2 separate regions of the Mus musculus genome follow, and region 2 is linked to region 1. The links are chromatin contacts, called in public Hi-C maps. All regions are on one chromosome and are shown on one strand. Each heading gives the region's core, a stretch centred on a gene start, on an enhancer-like site or on the middle of the called end of the contact. The rest is flanking DNA. Distances are from core to core; before and after follow the strand shown. Region 1 holds the start of Tmem164 (transmembrane protein 164). Region 2 overlaps Tmem164 (transmembrane protein 164).

Region 1 (2,700 bases), core at 74-2,573:
CCACTTCCCACGGGAACGAAGTGCTCTACACACCAGTGTCCTGAGCACGCTAATGACTCTTATCACTTAGGCTGCCCAGGAAAAAGTCAACAGACTCACATGCATCATGGTGACCAGGTGACAAGGGTTGAGCAGGTAGATGACGGTCTTGGTGGCGAACTTAAAGCCCACCTCCACCCCGAAGATCAGGCACAGGGCTACTAAGAGCAGATTCTTGCTCAGGCTCTCCTTGCCTTCCTCTGGCCGCTGGGTCACCTGCTGTGGCTGGCTGCTACGGCCACCCCTACCGTCCTCCTTCTGCCTCAGGATGTGCCGCAGGGCCACCAGGATCTCCAACAGGGCCAGGGTCAGGACCACCACACTTTCCAGCAGCCGCTGCTGCCAAGACAGGAAGGCAGCACAGTCGGGGCCCCCATTGCCTGCAAAACTGGGGTCGACGCCCCCATAGAGCCAGTCCAGGAGACTTTGGTAGCTATACCGGGACATGATGCAAAGTGGCTCCACTTGACTACGGTACAGGAAGCAAGAGCGAGATGGAACACGAGACCGAAGGGTTGCCCGGGCGGTGGAACATGTAAGGAGGGCACACCCGCACCCCCCTCTGGACACTGGGGCACCTAGAACAGGGGAGGGAAAGCTACACGCGAGGCCCGGGATAAAGTGCTGGCTCTAACTTGTCCCCACGGCTGTCTGGGGAGCCCCCCGCGCTTCTCCAGTGGCCACCAACGAGGCAGGGTTGAAAGGAGCCGTTGGCCAATCTAAAAGGAAGGAGAGGAAAAAAAGGTCTCAAAGAGGCAATTGCACGGGAATTAACGAAGCGGGGAGGGGTAACTAGTGAGGGAAGAAAAGGGGAACGGGAGTGGTGGCCAAGCAAGCACGGGTGAAGGCAAGTTGGAGGCCAAGAGGGTCAGGACTGGGACCTAGGGGGCCCGGCACTAGGCACTGCCGAGGGAGCCAAGCGGGAGGCAGAAGGGGGTGAGAGAGAGAGGGGACACGCGGAGGCTAGGAGAGAAGCTAGCAGGGCTGGGCAGGCGGGGAGGGCGACGGGGAGGGCAGGGACGCCGGACTCCTCGTCTCAGCCACTCCACGAGAGGGGGGGGGGGTCTTACTCCTGCAACCGCGTGGCCGTCTCTGCCCCCAGCTAGCAACTTCGCCGCCGACGGGGCCCCCTCTCCAGCCAATTTAGAGCAGTCCCGGTCCAGCCTCCCGCCCCTGGGTACACCCCCGAACCCCCAGCTCCACCCCCCCTGGCCCCTCACGCCCGCCCTCCGGGCCAGCGCCACCCTCAGCCCTCCGCCTGCTCCGGACCAGCCCCCCAGGCGCAGGCGGGCGGCGGGAGGAAGCCGAGAGGGAGGGCGGGGACGCGGGGCCAGCCAGGGGCCGGGCCATGGGGCCGCCACCCTCCGCCCCGCCGCCACCGCTCCATCTTCCCGCTCCTCCTCGTCCGGCCCCCCGAGGACTGGCCGCCGAGTCCCCCTGGGGCTCCACTCACCCGCTGCTCGGCTCCGCTGCCCGGGCTCCACCGAACTCTCCGTCTCCCCTCACTCCCCGCAGCCCCAGGCGGCACTCGGCTGGGCTCCCCAGGCGGCCGCAGCAGCAGCAGCAGCCGCCACCGCCGCCGCTCCGGCTCCTCCTCCTTGCCTTCCTCCCCCGGCAGCCGCCGCTCGCTTCCTCCGGTTTCCCCTCCCTCTCTCCACCCCCTCGTCGCCAACTCCCTCCACCTTCGGCCCTCCTCCCGTCCACTTCACCCCCTCCCTACACACACACACACACACACACACTCCTCCGATCCACTTCACTCCCTCCCTACACACACACATACACACACACACACACACACATACACACGTCTTCAAGCCACCACTGCCCCGCCTCGCAGCCTTCCCTCCACAGCCTACCCACTTCGTCCTCGCTTCCCACCTCCTGCCCTGCTTCCTCTCTGCTCCCCACCCCACCCCACCCCACCCCCGCCCCCACCCTGCTACCCTCGGAGGCCCCATCCCCGCCTCTTTCCTCCTCCTTCTCCAGCCTGGTCTTCTGCACTCCAAGCGTGCACTCGCGCACAGTTTTGCTCTTTCGCCACTGTGACTGAATTCACCTCCCCACCTAAGCCTGGCGGACTAACTCCTCCGTTGACCTGGTTCTCGGGCCACTACTTTGCATACCTGACCACATACTGGGCACTCAGCCGGTCCTCGCTAACTTCTAGGAGTAAGGCTGTGAAACTGATGGACAGGCTTTAGCTTGGGGAGTGTGCTGAGTATGGACTTCCTGCTTCCTCCCTTCGGCCTTGAAATGGGAGATTCAAAAAAAAAAAAAAAAAAAGACCATAAAAGTATTGCTCACCTTCTTGTCACAGCCTCACTTTCTTCTTGAGTGCCTAAATTTGAGGATTTCTCCTCGGACTCCTTCTAACCCAGCTCTGATGCTTTTCTCTCTCTCCCCCCTCCCCCCACCCTACACAAACCTTGCTGGCTCTCTCCCTCCTTCCCTCCTGCCGTCCTTCTTCCTCTCCGCCCCCTTCCGACCACAGCGAACCTTCAGTGATAGACTTGGTGGAGGAAAAGAAGATTCTCCTGACCTCTTTCCCTCCCCACCCCCGTCCCCCACCCGCAGAGAGAGACAGAGACAGAGACAGAGAGACACAGAGAGCGAGAGACAGAGAGAGCGCAGCTGCTTCCTAACCCCACCTTGGAAAGA
Region 2 (2,700 bases), core at 19-2,518, 36 kb before region 1:
GTAGCAATGGAATTTCCTCTCCAAAGAAGGAGAAAGGATATGTGAATTTGTGAGCTCTGGCTGGAGAGGCAATTTAAAGTTCAGGGTGATGTGATGTTCCAGGCTTCCAGAAGTAAAGCCTACTTCCAAGGTTGTCTTATCTTCTACCATACAATCGAGAAGTGAATGGGAAGATGCGAAGATGACTCTGGGTAAAGTAAGAGAAGAGGCAAAATGGGAGAACAAAAATGAATTTGAAACTACTGTCTCAAGAGCTGTCAAGGAGCTCTAAGATCTACCCACAGGCAGAACCCAGTCTCAGTGGCTCTGAAACCTGTTCTCAGCAAAGGAGTCCAGCCTCATCCGCTTAGTTTCCTTTTTAGGGAATGGCAAAGGCTGGCTGCATGAGACAAAGCCTCCATATTAACAGGCATCCTTCCCCTAGATCCGCCATGCCTACCCCACTTGCCCAGGCCCACTTCCCCTGCTGCATTGCACAAGCATCTGACTCACATCAGTCATGAGCACAATAAAGGGACAGAAATGATCCGAAAAGCAGTTTTTCTTTCAAATAGACACACCACTACACACCAACATACACACACACAGATTAATCATTGGGAAAATGAGAAACACCTTTTTTTTTGTATTTCAACAAAGTAACGCTGCAGATTTCACTTGGGGCATCTTAAAAAGTGAAACAATTTGCATGTAACTCTGCTCACTTTTCTCATTTAATTTTATTTATATTTTATTGAAAGGAGAAAAGATACGGAATACACCAACATGCTCAATTATTTAACAGATCATACTTACCATTTTATATTTTAACACAGACCCGTACCAACAATTGTTCTCATGAGCTTTCTGAACCATTTAGCTGCACGGCTCTCCTTCTAAATCAAATATAAGGAATTTGTTGTCATAGCAATGCTTCTCCCTACTCCAAAATAGTTCAATACAAGCTTTGTTTCAGCAGGCAACTATCTGTCTACCAAAAATTGGTCATTATCTTCTATCTTCTTGACAAATGTCTTATTAAATTTAGCTGCCTGGCTTTTACTCTCATCAGGAGCCAGTATTTCTACGGCACTTCCTGGCACCTGCACAGAAAAGGGGCTTAGCGGACCTCTCAGGAACCGCCCGCAAGCATATCACAGCAAAGTCACTGGGTGACAGCCAATCGTGGAAGGCATGATGACAGCCATCCTTGGCCTTATTACCCAGCTTTTACAGTATCTAGAGCGCTGTTGCTTACTTTACTGTAGTCAAGGCAGGGCAAGGCGCTGTGCACCACAGTAAGTTCCTTATCTGTACACATCACTAGAGGAAGTGACACTCGTTCTGTCCCTTCTTTCCTGAGGCTGAGTTTTGATTTTCTGTCCTTTTCATGTGTTATATAATAAGGTAATGAGGACAATTAAATAAATAAGCTGCTGGAATTACAACGACAGAGTCACAGGCTATTTTGTCAGTGCCTTGTGCAACGGCCCCATGATGCTATCAGACAAATGAGAGATCACATACCAGTCAGTGCCAGTGTGAATGGTAATCATGTATGTGTGGGTCGTGTCATAGCTTAAGGCATGGCCTCACCAAAGTGATCTAACTTGAATTCTACCTCTTGGCCAACCATCCCCCCCCCCCCCCCACAAGCACATCCAAAGACAGCTGGATTGGAGTGTGTGTGTCCCTACAACTTTATTCTCTGCCTTGATCCACTGTTTCAAAAGCTATGCATGATTAGCTGTTGTTTTCAATTGCTGTTCCTTCTAGGCCTGAACTTTATTTCATGTAGCCATGGTAGGTAGTATCCGCAATATCCTCCCCTCTATCAAATTAGATGGTTTTCATCTCACACTACACTTTTATGAGAAATGCAAAGTGACATTTGCCAAGGCAGAGACAATAGGGAAAAAATAGACAGACTTTCCAGGAGCGTCTCCCTTCTTGTATCTTCTACTTTTCCTTATGATCATTTTGTTTCTGTAATCAAAACTAAAGAAATGTTCACTTCACACAAATCAAGAGACCAGAAAGGGGGGATCATTGTGCTGACACGGGAAAAAAAAAGACACGGGCTCACCTGCTCCTGCTTCTCGAAAATTCTCTCTGCATGGAAAGGAAGATGACGAGGAAGAGCTTATTTGGGAAATGTAATCAGAACTAGGAGCTGCCCTAACAGAGCCTGAAAATAAGATTTCACAGCACCATGTAGGTTCAAGTGCTGGAACTGAAAACCTCCATTGCCGCCCGGATGTGCCCAAATGCAATTTGCTTCTCAGTAGGACTTCCCACTTCACATAGTCTGATTCCGTTCAAAACTCTAATGAAAAGAGACAGTGATTTGCGATCATTTCTGTCGCTTGGTCCTTGTGAACACTTGTCTTCTACAGATTGTAGAGAGTTTTTCTTTCTCAGTAGAGTGATCAGAAGAGATAAATTATTTAGAACACCAATGTAAGTCTTGCCTCAATCTTTCCACCCCTCACACCTGTCAAATAATTATATCCCCAAACCTAAAAGGAAGAGAGAGAAGTCACAAGATTTGGGTCAATCATCCCCCCAAACAGACAAGCAACAGGAAGAAGCCTAGAAGCCTGTCTTGCCCTCCAAAAGTCATTAAGGCTCATGGACAACAAAGCTCAGGTCCCCCTCCCCCAACTCTATGCTCAACCCCAGAACCAGCTCTCAATGATATCTAAAGGCAGAGCAAAGCCC

Evidence for each region. A called contact is a pair of places that touch in the nucleus more often than the background predicts.
Region 2: a Hi-C map of bone marrow-derived macrophages shows a contact between it and region 1, with 2.2 times the contacts expected there. The contact joins the enhancer-like site here to the promoter of Tmem164 in region 1. A contact is called at or near these places in 2 of 39 promoter capture datasets (the C10 cell line and the HPC-7 cell line), 10 of 484 Hi-C or Micro-C datasets (the N1E-115 cell line, bone marrow-derived macrophages, cerebellum and 6 more), 6 of 115 datasets of contacts at active chromatin or transcription factors (the HPC-7 cell line, astrocytes, embryonic fibroblasts and 1 more) and 2 of 9 other capture datasets (adipose tissue and liver).

The regions. Positions count from the first base shown.
Region 1 is chrX:142,680,349-142,683,048 of GRCm38.p6, reverse strand. Tmem164 (transmembrane protein 164) reads right to left here and starts at 1,323. Exons shown (of 7, transcript NM_001199360.1): 1 at 1,110-1,323; 2 at 100-758. The coding sequence starts at 486.
Region 2 is chrX:142,716,714-142,719,413 of GRCm38.p6, reverse strand. All of the region lies in intron 2 of Tmem164 (transmembrane protein 164), which reads right to left. Among named protein-coding and RNA genes, the nearest start is that of Mir652, 21 kb to the left of the region's middle. Within about 2 kb of position 1,268, at least 10 of the 459 cell types and tissues checked have an H3K27ac peak or open chromatin away from gene starts, as enhancers often do. A contact at or near this core is called in the N1E-115 cell line and bone marrow-derived macrophages, where this site is marked.